Linked DNA regions of Mus musculus: region 1 is linked to region 2. The links are chromatin contacts, called in public ChIA-PET maps. All regions are on one chromosome and are shown on one strand. Each heading gives the region's core, a stretch centred on a gene start, on an enhancer-like site or on the middle of the called end of the contact. The rest is flanking DNA. Distances are from core to core; before and after follow the strand shown.

What was found. ChIA-PET counts read pairs in DNA pulled down with a chosen protein or histone mark.
Region 1: a contact with region 2 is called in an RNA polymerase II ChIA-PET map of effector CD8 T cells, with 6 read pairs. The contact joins two enhancer-like sites. A contact is called at or near these places in 1 of 39 promoter capture datasets (cranial neural crest) and 2 of 115 datasets of contacts at active chromatin or transcription factors (effector CD8 T cells and embryonic fibroblasts).

The regions. Positions count from the first base shown.
Region 1 is chr3:60,574,548-60,581,007 of GRCm38.p6, reverse strand. The region is part of intron 2 of Mbnl1 (muscleblind like splicing factor 1); the gene reads right to left. Among named protein-coding and RNA genes, the nearest start is that of Mbnl1, 77 kb to the right of the region's middle. Within about 2 kb of position 4,472, at least 86 of the 459 cell types and tissues checked have an H3K27ac peak or open chromatin away from gene starts, as enhancers often do. A contact at or near this core is called in effector CD8 T cells, where this site is marked.
Region 2 is chr3:60,110,218-60,116,097 of GRCm38.p6, reverse strand. No RefSeq gene overlaps it. Among named protein-coding and RNA genes, the nearest start is that of Gm24382, 15 kb to the left of the region's middle. Within about 2 kb of position 4,612, at least 20 of the 459 cell types and tissues checked have an H3K27ac peak or open chromatin away from gene starts, as enhancers often do. A contact at or near this core is called in effector CD8 T cells, where this site is marked.

The DNA.
Region 1 (6,460 bases), core at 3,223-5,722, 470 kb before region 2:
AATTAGGAGGAAGCTGACAGACAGGAGGGACAGGGCTGCAAACAGGAACTCCACCCCAGAGGATGTCTGTATCACAGAGGTCAGGGAAGGTAAAGGAAGAAACAACGGGTTCTAGCAAGCTATGGAGAGAGACCACGCAGGCAGCTTCTAGCAGAGAGGAGGAAGCTCGGAGGGAGCCGAGAACATGCAGTGAAGGAGAAAGGCGTGAGGGAGAGGATAAGTGTTCTGTGCAACAAGAGCTTCAATCTGGGGCATGCTCAAATGCACTGAGAGATTTGTCAGAGAGAGAGATATCTCCAGTCACAGAGGAGAGGCATCCATTTTCTATATGACAGGGGCCCAGGAGGCTGAGAAGAATGGTTTTATAGTAATAGTAAGCTCCAGCAAGTCAACAGAGACAAAGCAGATAGTGCTGCAGTTAAATTTACTCAATAGAAGAGGACTGAGGAGGTGGAGGGAGAGAGAGCCTTTATTTGTGAAGGGCACCCAGGAGGGGGAAGCAGGCTCCAGGAGCCAGAGAGCTGCCCCGAATACCACAGCAGAAGTACAGAAGGTGAAAGGAAGAAGCAAGGAAGAGGAAGACTCTAGAATTAAATAAATAAAAACAAAACAGATACATGCGTATCTTAGGAGAGTCAAGTCTGCAGCTTCGTTTGCTTAGGAAAGGCAAGACCCCTTGAAAGGGAGGGATCCATTTGTGCTCCCACCCAGAGCTTTCAGGACCAGATGTATAAACTGAGGGTTTAGGCACTAGATTTATAAACTAAAGACTTGACTACTCCGAAGTGTTGTTGATGGAAAGACTTTAATTGTAGATACGAAGAAGGACACAGCCAAAGGCATCTGAAAGAGTCCAGACCACAAGAGGAACAGAGAGGGAGAGAGGGAAGCTGAAAGAGGGAAGCCCAGGAGTTGGAGTTTAAAGCAGGAGGTAGGATCAGAAGCGCTGAAAAGAGCCATGAATAGTTGTGCTGCTATACTGAAAGAGCCTAAAGGCCAGCACTGGTTTTGGTTGGTCAACAGTCAACACCCATTGGCCATTTGTCCCTTGACATTGACAGGAAATGGCTCCTTTGGTAGAGAGAATGAGCGCCATATTTTGGGAGAATGGAGCTTCCTAAAACCTGATACTATAAAGAGAAATGACTTTGCTACCCCTGCCACGTATAAATTTCAATTCTCTCCATTACGAACAGATACACTTTTAAAAAACAAAATTATGGGACTCAATGATTCTGTGTTTGTATCCATGCTCAGTAAAAGAAGCTAAAGTTTGTGATTCATTGAGATGACAGTAGAGACTGGCAATACTTTATTACCAATTTTCTAAATTTTCCTTGCCTACCAAAATAGAATTGGAATGAATTCCTCAGAATTTTCAAAATGTGCTCTACTATGAGCCTATGAGGTGGGGGTGGGAAGGGACAGACATTCAGCTCGCCTCGTGCAACTGTGTGCTATTTCTCATTGCTTCCAATTACGATGCCAACACCTCATTGGTCAATTTGCTTTTCTGGCTCTCACATATACTCTGTAACGCCCTGAAGTGTGTAAGGGTGTTTTCTTGGAGACTGTCATGGTGCTCATGCCTGGCCCATGCTTAACAGTATGCTATAAAAGCAAAACAATATCGACAAGAGCTAAAGGCAGCGAATAAGTGAGTCCTTCAAGGTGGTCAGCTCTCCTAGACTTCTGGAGCTAGATGAAAAGTTATGATCCCTTGATGATAGTCTAAGGTCCAAAGAAGCAAGTGTTCTAATGCAAATGACAAGGTCAAAGGGAGGAATGCTCATTGGTATGAGAAGTTGGAAAAAAGAAATGGAAATGTAGGAGAAAGGCAGGAATTCAACAGTAGCTTTGAATACTGAACAAATCTGAAACAGTAACCCAGCACACACTTCCATGAAGACATTATTTTTTAAACACGGACCGCTCTTCTTCATTTTGATTCCTTAAAACTGATATGGGGATAAATTCTAATAGTGGGGTTCAAAGAAGCAAAAATAGGAACATAAATTTAAAAACTAATCCTGCACTTTCCTACCTGTGACTCTGTTGTACTTATTACTTAGTCCTTTGCCCCTCAGTGTCCTCATGAACAAAATGGTAATAACTATATTATCTATCTACTAAGGCAACAAGGGTACATTTCAGTGAAATTTTGTGGGCAGCCCTTGGTTCAGCATGCAGCAGTGGGAGAATGCCAGGAGATGTGGCAGTGTTTATGGTAGGCAGGTTTATCTGCATTTGTTGGATGCTTTCAGTCTCAGTCTGGAAACCTTCAGGCTGTTCTGCCTCAACCGGAACTTTATACAAAGTACGGTTTTCTATTCTACTCTGAAGAGGTCTAGACAAGGATATTTTGGTCCTGTCCTAAAACTCTTTCACAAAGGAGTCCAATCTGATAAGATTGTTACTGATGGTTGGCTATGTTTCCCTAATATAAAAAGAGAAACAGCATTTCATTTCCAAACACTTGATTTCACCCTAAATACCTAAATGTTACAGGTGAGCTTATATGCATGTGCATATGTGCACCAGGGCTTGTGTGTACAGAGGAATGGCATCAGTGTCTCATGGCATAATAGGGTGTGTGTAGAGACTGAGCGCCATTCAAGATCTAAAAATATGAAAAATACATTTCCTATCAATATGGGAAAACAAATGCAACTAAATTAGGCTAGCAACAAGAAAAAGTATACCATTACATTTTATACCACACACCTGTTTCTAGACCCTTTGAAACTCATTGCCTGCTCACCTTCATCCTTCATCATTCAATTAGAACATGTTTGGTGATTAAGAAAGCTCTTTAATAATTCAGCTAATTTATCTGTCACAGAACTGTAGGTCAGCAGATGTACTTCATGTGTACCTGACGAAACCATCAGTAAAGGGTCCAGATGTACAGCTGTCTAGCCTGCTGCGTCTGGAGCTATAACCCTGCCCATTTTGGAGACATTGATTTTCCTCCTCTCCCTAACAGTACTTGCAAGCAGTAATGCTCAAAGTCAGACTGGCTTGGATAAAGATGTAACAGCAGGAAATCTGACAATTCCCAAAACGAGAGATCTGCTCTCAGCACGGGAACTGCTGGAGAATACAGAAGGAGGCTGGCTATGTTGCTGCTCTGAGCTATTAGACAGGGTTGGTGAGGGTTAAAAATCCAAAGATCAGAATTCTACTGATGACAGAATGATGCTACAAACCTTTCTGCACTAATTTCTCAAGTGCTGTTTGTATAGTCTGGTTATGAAAAGAACCTTGATAATTCGGTGTAGTGTATCCCCCAGATCTCTAAACATTCCTAAATGGACAAATCCCCTCCACTTCATCAGGGTTGCTGTCTACCTGAACAAACAAAGACACACTGAGGCAGACAGACAAGGAGGTGTGCAAGGCCAACTCAGAGAGCTTTAATTTTCCTCTTAAGCAGCAACACGGTTAATTATGTCATGAATCTTTGGTATTCTTTTAAATATTTAAAACCAGACAGCTAAAGTATAGATTTATAAATAATCTAAAAGAATTCTACTGACCACAGAATGATGCTCAAAGCTTGTGGCTCTGAGCACACTTCACTCCACAGATGTTATAGCCCACCTCATCTCCACTACTTTCTGAATTCCTCTGTACAATGGGCTTTTCAGATGATTCAACAGTTTATTAGTTGATAACACATTTTATTTTTCTTAGACTACTGGAGATAATGCATAAGTCCTATCAACCTATAAAATATGAATATTTATACACATACTGGTGCTATAATTATTCAGAAAGCATGTGGATTAGAAGAGTAAAATGAAACCTGATTGAAATACTCAGCTATAAAAGTTTCCTACGACTTCTGATAAAAGGGAAAAAAAAATCCAAAAATGCCATGGACCAATTCAGAAAGGAACACCTTTTCAGAACATCTGCAGTGGTGCAGAGTAGCTAAAGTGAGTGGCTACAATTACTCTCTACTAAACAGGCATGGCTTCTTAGAGGGAAGTAGTTATTTTATCCTTGAGCATTCTAATTTTTACATTACAACTTTCATACTGAAAGTCTTTACCGCAGACAGGCTCCTTCTTTCCAAGGATTTGCTTTGTTAGCTTTCATCTAATAGCAATTCTGCATCCAACACCAACTGCCGTACTGCTTTGTGTGCGGTGCAGGGTTATGCTACTGCAGGGCTCTAAAAATAGCAAAGGCAAAAAATAAAGACGTCCACCGTCGCCTGGAATAGCTTAAAAACTGAAGCTTTCAGATAAACCTCTCTGAAATTATTTTACAAGACATAACACCTGATTCCTTGCTATAAAACAGCTCCTCCTTCGTTATATAATATTGAAATCACCCTAGAGATTCATAGTTCTCTTTAGAACTACAGCCTATTAAAGTTATACTAAGTCTGGGGAGGAGTCAGAACCCAAGCCGCATGGGCCTGCTGTGTCTGTTTACCTAATCTATTTTTATAACACTGCAGTAGCCAAATCCAACTTACCCAGTACCTGCTTCAACATTGTGCACCACACTGATTCAAGAGACAGTATGTGTACGATGAGCAAAGAAAACTGTGTTTCTGATATATCAGTCTAGCTTATTCTGTTACAGTCAAGAATCACCCAGAACCCTGCTTAAATGGATTTGGGGGATTTTCAAACACTGTTTTCTTTCTTTCTTGCTTGCTTGCTTGCTTGCTTTCTTTCTCTCTCTCCCTTTCTCTCTCTCTCTCTCTCCTTCCTTCCTTCTTTCTCTCTTTTGTCCTTCCTTCCCTCCTTCCTTCCTTTCTTCCTTTTCAGTTAAGAAAGGCTGTCACCTACTTGTAAGCTCAGACAAAAATACCAATCCTCACTGGCTTCTTGACACAGGAAGGGTGTCGAGAAAGACACATAATTGCCACAGCAACCAACCACGAAAACACAGTACAGAAAATTAACAAATGAAATCAACCCTGGCCCATGAACATGTTTCCTGTCAAAGAGCACAGTTAAGTCTAACTTTTACTATGTGAAGCATTTCTGACAATTCCATATACCCAAGAAAAATAGGCTGGAGAGTACTAGCAGAATAGAATTTGCCAATTAAAAAACGTTGCCATAGAAACTGAATTTAATATATTCTAAGACAAATATGAACAGGTTATGCTATCTCTTCCATCATTTACACTTGGACATAAAACGTGAAAAAAAAAAAAAAAAACACGATCACAGAAAAAGGTGTAGCTCCCTGAGGGAGCATCAAACACATTCTCTTATTCATAGGAAAACAACCAAAAAAATGAGCAATGTACTGTTCCTTGCATTTCTTGGAGGTTAATCGACTAATATACCACTGCAGTGTGTGGTATGATATTTTCCCATGAAATTGAGCTCTTTTCTTCCAAAGCACTTTATAAAAGTGTCCAGAGAGTAGTCCTTTAGAACCACCCTGCCTCCAGGGAAAGATCACTACAGAGTATTCTTTGACATTCTAAACATTCTAAATACCACATGTTAAAAATATTTTGAGTGTATCACTCTATGTTCCTGACTGATGACTCAAGGCATTAAACAACATAGAACAGGCCAGATGACCATGGACATCCCCAGGATGGGATATGGTGGACTACTCTGTCTTTTTTATTACTATTTTACTAGCACAGACCATGACAAAAATGCTAGACAGAGACATGGTGCATAGTCACTGGGTAGTGAACAACACTGAGAGGATGGACACGCTAACTTGCTTAATTTAACTCATGCATGTGGAATTCAGACCACACTATTACACACCACCTCAAAAAACAACTGGAAATTGTCAACAGCTTTATAAGTATAAGGCTTCAAACTCTTCATGATATACCTGTATCCCAGAACACATGCAATTCTCTGTACAGCAACGTGCACCAAAGAGCTGTCTTTAGGAGGACTGTAAACAAGCTTGGTATAAACAAGCTTGGAGGCGTTGCTTGGCTGTTTGTTCCAAGGCAGCAGCTCTTCCAGAGAGATGAGAAACCTCTGTTGATCTGGTAACAATGGATCCTTCAGAGGAGCTCAGCTAGTGCAATACAATGTATCCCCTACTCATGAAACAGTACTTCTCTGTGGGCAAACTTTACAGATTTCTTCTATTTTCAGAATAATATCTGGCTCTGCACAGGACTTACTAACAGTTCTGAAGCAAGCGTTTACATATGGTGTCACTCCTAAGACATAAGACATGTGGCATTAGATAATTTGGCAGACCCTTAGCACCTTTTAACCACAGCTGTGTCTTCACAAGGGACTTGGTGTACTTTGAAGAATCCCAGGTATCGGTTGGTACTAAATTCTACCCCCTTTTACAATCTGTTGGTAATCAGGGCTCACTGATATCAAGAGCAGAGACAAGAATCTGCATGGGTAACTGAGGAGCTATGGGGAACAGTGCAGACACTGGTGCCAAATCCGAAGGCTAGGGCTACCTTCTAGGAACCTTTGCTTCTTTTGTCCAG
Region 2 (5,880 bases), core at 3,363-5,862:
CATATGAATTGGCTACAGTAGAAGAGCTCCCAAAGGTTAGAAATAAAACAAAAACAAAACAAACAAACAGAAATCCAAAATGAAACAAACAAACAAACAAAAACAAAAACAAAAAAAAACCAAAAAATCCCAAAACCCTGACAGAAGCTGGCTAGGTGTTTTGCAGACTTGAATTTGAGTAAAATCTGAACCTTCTATGTGGAATCACAGACCATCCTTCTGGTGAGTATGACTGCTATATGTATAGCTACACAAAATGTACAGCTCTCCAAGAGGATGTATAAATTATTACTCATGTTACCAACTGTTAGGGGTTCTGCAGTGGAAATAACCTTGGAAAGTGAATGTCCAGAAATCCTGCAAAGATTCCACTTTACAGCAGATCTATTGTTAGATATTTATTGGGATGAGGGGAGCAAGAGGCCTTCTCAGAGCTGGGACAAGGGAGAGAGAGAATCAAAGAGACAAAGAGAGCAAGTGAGACAGAACTATAGAGCAAGAGAGCAGACAGTGATGGCAGGGAATTTCTAAAGGGCACACATCATATTTGGCTGCTGCTGCTGCTGCTGTGACTGCTGGCACTGAGTTACTGGAGTTGGGCTGGGGTTAATACCAACAGTACTTTGATTTATTAAAATTCCCTAATAAATTTTCTTTTCTTGGGCTTATTCTGACATTCACCAAGGAAGGAAGACTGCACAATCTCCCTTAAGTGATTAAGTTAATATGATATATACCATGCATATTATTACAATAATGAATAGGAAAAAATAAATAGCTTGTTTCTATATTTTATAGGTAAAAAGACAAAAAGGAGAAATTGGAGATATTTCATATTAATCCTTGAGTCTTTTTTATGAGGTTGAAATTTTCAAAAGAGGCTTAATATAAAAACCAGGACATAAGAGGAGGCAAGAGGCAGGGGCCAGTACTTCAATATATCTGCTGGAGGGAATGGGCCCTGTACTTTGAAAATGTTACTGATGTTTCCATTACACTGTTTTTGTGTGACCTGCAGAGGAAAACACAATCTGAGGTACCTGAAACCTGTCAGTGCCTCAGCCCTAAGCCATTAACAGCCTCTTCCCCTCCTCTCCAAAAATGAGGTAGCATCTACATCAGAAATGAGAACCAAGAAGGACACTTCTGTCTACTGTGAGCAGACACCCTCTCATCATCGTGAAAATTTCTGCAGACCCTTCCAATGGATCAGGACAAGAAGTCCAAAGCATGGTTTGCAGAGTAGGGCCTGTTATAGGGAACCTGTCAGGAGGCCAGCACAGTTCAAGTGAGGGCTTTGACTCTCACCCCTGACATGAAATGAAAGCAGCCAATGTCCTCTTACTGAATCATCTCATTAGCCAGGAGCTGACTGCTCCAACAAGATGAGCACACATTGTCTCTGGAACACTGGACACACACACATTCCACTCTTTTTGAAACTCGTTTCTGTTATTGCAAGACATTTCAAATATTTTAACTTTCTGGTTAAAAGGGAAAACCATTACAGCTGTTAATTAAATGTCATTTGTGTTAAACAATTGAAGGTTTGTAAAATTACTATTATTTATATTTGACTGCAAGGTTTATGATATCTATCAGGAATGTGAAATCATGATCAGGAGTCTCTGAGCTATTTTTGAACATAAAGATCTTTCTTTATGATTGATAACTGTGATAATCAAACCCCTTGTTAGCTTCACTGGATTTGGAGATACACTCATGGATGTGTCTGTGAACATTTCCAAAGAGATTCAGCAGCTGGGGAGGGGAGGACCCACTTTGTAGATGCCAACTTCCTAGGGGTTGAGGGACCAGAATGAATTTCAAGTGGTGTGTGTGTGTGTGTGTGTGTGTGTGTGTAAATGAAAGAAATCCTACATACACCTGTGTTCACCTCTTGGTGCATCTTGACCAGACACCTCAAGTTCTCAACTCCATCTCTGTGCCTTGACTGGAACATGAACTACCACACACACCCCTCTTTAAATTGCTCCTTGTCAGGTCCTTTGTCACAGCCACAGGAGAACTAACCCATACAGTAGTGTCATGTGTCCATCATTAATATATTGAGACTATTTAATTACATGTTTTATGAAGTTATCAACTATTAATCATTAGAATCCCTCTACAATATCATATTATAATAATTCAGTACAGCCAGGAAATATGACATGTTTACACAGACCTTGGTGGATGGAGATGCCATGATTCTAAGGTTTACCTTGACAGGAAACAAAGCGTCATTATACTTTTCATAGGCCTCGCTGTGAGTCACGAGGAGAGAGAGTTTAGGGTAATGGTTTGTAAAGGTGATTCTAGGGAGATTGTCTGCAACACATCTGTCAGCCTGTGGAAATGTGCAGGTCAGAATTCATCTGGACCCACTGAGTCAGCAAGAACCTTTGGAAGTGACCGGGAAAGTGTAGTGGTAATGGGGCTTCCAGAACAGTCTAACTCAGGTAGTGCTTGAGCAATATGGGTCTGGAGATAACACTTTGTAATATGGCTTGGATGTGTCTCTAAACCTCATGTGCTAAGTAACCCAAAACACAAGTATAGTGGGGGGCACCTTTCAAAAGTGACATGAGAAAGCTGCCCTTTGAATGAACTAATGACAGTATTATCAGAGTAAGTTAGTTATTATCAGAGAAGGGTCCTGATCAAAAGGGGGTTCAGCAGCCCCCTTCCTGTCCCTACTACACATAATTTCTTGCCTCTTTATCTTTTTCCACAGGAAAGTGAAGATCAAAGGCCCTCAACAGATGTATGCATTTGGGCCCCCAGAACTATTTAAAATAATAATAATAATAATAATAATAATAATAATAATAACAACAACAACAACAAAGAAGGAGCTCATATACAATGTCAGGTATTCTTTCACATCCTGGTGCCCTGTGTCAGCATGAGCTGTCTCCTGTGTGAAAACATCTGGAAGCTCTATGCTTCCTTAGATTTTTTAAAAGAAGGTCAATGAGAGCCAGCTGTCCTGTAATTCTCAGACCAGATCATGTTGAAATATCAGTGTCCCAAGAGCAGAGTCTGCAGGCATCTTTTGAGCAGGGGGCTGAGGTGAGAGAGCAGGGCAGGTAGTGAGACTCCATTGAGTCTCTGGTCATGGCAAGAATGAAAAGAAACATCTGGCAACATACTAGTACAGCCATGCAGAGTAGCAAATCCTTAACCTAGTGTGTGTCCAGCATCCCACATGTTCTCCTGTTAGGACAAAGAGGGACTTTATTACAAAGGATGGAAACTTAGTCCAGAATTCTTTTATGGAGAACTTAATTGAGAAGATGATGCTAATTCACCAGCAAGTCATCTTTATTCCAGGTCACTAGCTGACTTACAGTATTGACAATTTGGACTATTTTGTGCAGGTGTGAAAACATCTACACGTTTCTCTGGGCAATCTTCATGGCAAAACAGCACAAGAGGAAATATTTAAATTAACTCCATGGGGTCCATGACACAACTCATAAGTTTATTATTGAAAAATATGTTAGAATATTTTCTTAATTATTTAAAATTATTTAGAATATTATTCTAAATTCCCATTATCATCAAATAGCCTGCTGAGGACTTGAAATGTTTTTGCTATCTGGGACATTGCACTGACAAATCAAGACCACAAGAGGGGAGTAAAAGCATGTAGCTTGTCTTTATATTGCAGATACTTTGGGTGGTTGGTGCAGAGTTTGCTAGTTTGATCAAGATTTGTAAATGAAGAAAATATCTAATAAAAAATGAAAAAAAAAGATTTGTATTCACAGAGACCTTACTCATTTGTAAATGAAATAACAGCCATAAACATTTAAAAATTAATGCACACATTATTATATTGTTTATTTCCATCAAGACTGTTACATGATAACTTATTAAAATGTGATTCTGGAATATTGTTCAATTAAGCAACAAGTTCACCTTAACGTCATTGTCTTTTAGGTTCATGAAAGTGTCTTTCAACATCCATTCACAAGCGTGGGCTTGCACCGTGATAGACTGTGCAGATGCGTGTGGTCACCCTGGGAAGTCTGAGTAAATAAATAAAATTAGCTATAACTATGACAGTGGGCAAGGAGGATTTGTTTAGGCACGTTTATAAGATATTTTCATTTTGTTTCAAGGCACGATCCTGAAAACTCCAGGGTGTTGGCATTTAGTTCTTTACTTTGAGTAAAATTCCTCCAATCATGAGGATTTCATTGTGATGATTAAGATGCTATTTTGTATCTTCTTGAAATTTTTAGCAGTTTTTGAACATGACAATCTGCTTGTAATTTTCAACAAAGCCCCACACATCACACAGCGCGGCCTGATGACAGCTCCAGTTGTTCAGCAGTGCAGGGCCTCAGCTCCAGCTTATGTCCTCCCTTTAGCCTTGTTCTAGTCGAATCTTGGTTAGGGTTCCATGCATAAAGAACACATAAGGACACTAGGCATACCTCGTATACATAAGGCCTTATGCAGAATCCGCAGCAACCCTAAAATGAAATAACATAAAAGCAACTTATATTTTGTAACTTCAATTATGGCAAGTATCCATGGAGTCCCAGGCCAGGCCTTGTCCTTTGCCCTCCTAGCCTTGATTCCCTGGCATGAGTCAGAGTTGGTTAGCTGCTCCCCCCTCTTGAAGGCCTCTGGACTTGAGTGAGATGCAGCACCATACATTTTCTTTCAGATGTGTCTTGGAAAATGAGTTCTTGTAACTGCCCTAACTGCCTTGCGTCTCTTACTTAGCTCTCTTATACCCACAAGCTGGGTGTGAACTTGAGGTTTGGCCCTTCCTGTCCTAGGTCTGCATAAGGGTTTAGACTTACAAAGTTTCAATTCTTGGTCTCTGTTGTTTTGTTCTCAGTTGCTATGAAAAACAAATAAAATAGGAACAAATAGAGTCTCAGACAGTGGCCAGCCACATCATTTATAATATCAAAAATTTTACTCAAAAGTTGTAGACTTTGAGATTTGAATGTTTTTATGAGAAGCAGGCTAAGTGACCTCAGTTCTCTGAAAATATCAATCATCCCATCAATAGGAGAGATGTGTTTCATCCAGGGAATGTAGTGAGTATTTCTTCTGTACAGAAACTGATACATTCTGCTGAAGGACGAGTTACCTGGACAGTCCAAAACCTTGAGAGAGGTCCTGGGTGGAAAAAAGGGACTCAGGACAACAGTAAAATACAAGATTCATGGCTGAAGACATAGTTCAGCTGTTATGAGTATTTACTGCTTGTACAGATGACCCCGTGTTCAGTTTCTATCACCCACATGGCTGCTAACAACCGTCTATAACTCCAGTTTCAGACAAGCACCTGGGATATTTTTTGGTGAGCCTACATACATGGAGTATATGCAGACATACACACAAATTAAGTGTAAATATGATAAAAAGCAATTTAGATAAGACAAGTTATTATGAAGTAGTTACAGATGGATGCTATGGAGTCACCCAGAAAGGCACAGCTGTATCAGGGTCCTTTCAGCAAAATCTTGCTAGTGTATGCAATGGTGTCAGCATTTGGAGGATGATTATGGGATGGATATGGCAGTCTCTAGATGGTCCATCCTTTCGTCTCAGCTCCAAAATTTGTCTCTGTAACTCTTTCCATGGGTGTTTTGTTCCCATTTCTAAGAAGGGACAAAGTGTCCACACTTTGGTCTTCGTTCTTCTTGAGTTTCATGTGTTTTGCAAATTGTATCTTGTATCTTGGGTCTCTTGTGAGGCTAAGCCGGGGCCTAGCAAACACAGAAGTGGATGCTCACAGTCAGCTATTGGATGGAACACAGGGCCCCCAATGGAGGAGCTAGAGAAAGTAGCCAAGGAGCTAAAGGGGTCTGCAACCCTATAGGTGGAACAACAATGTGAACTGACCAG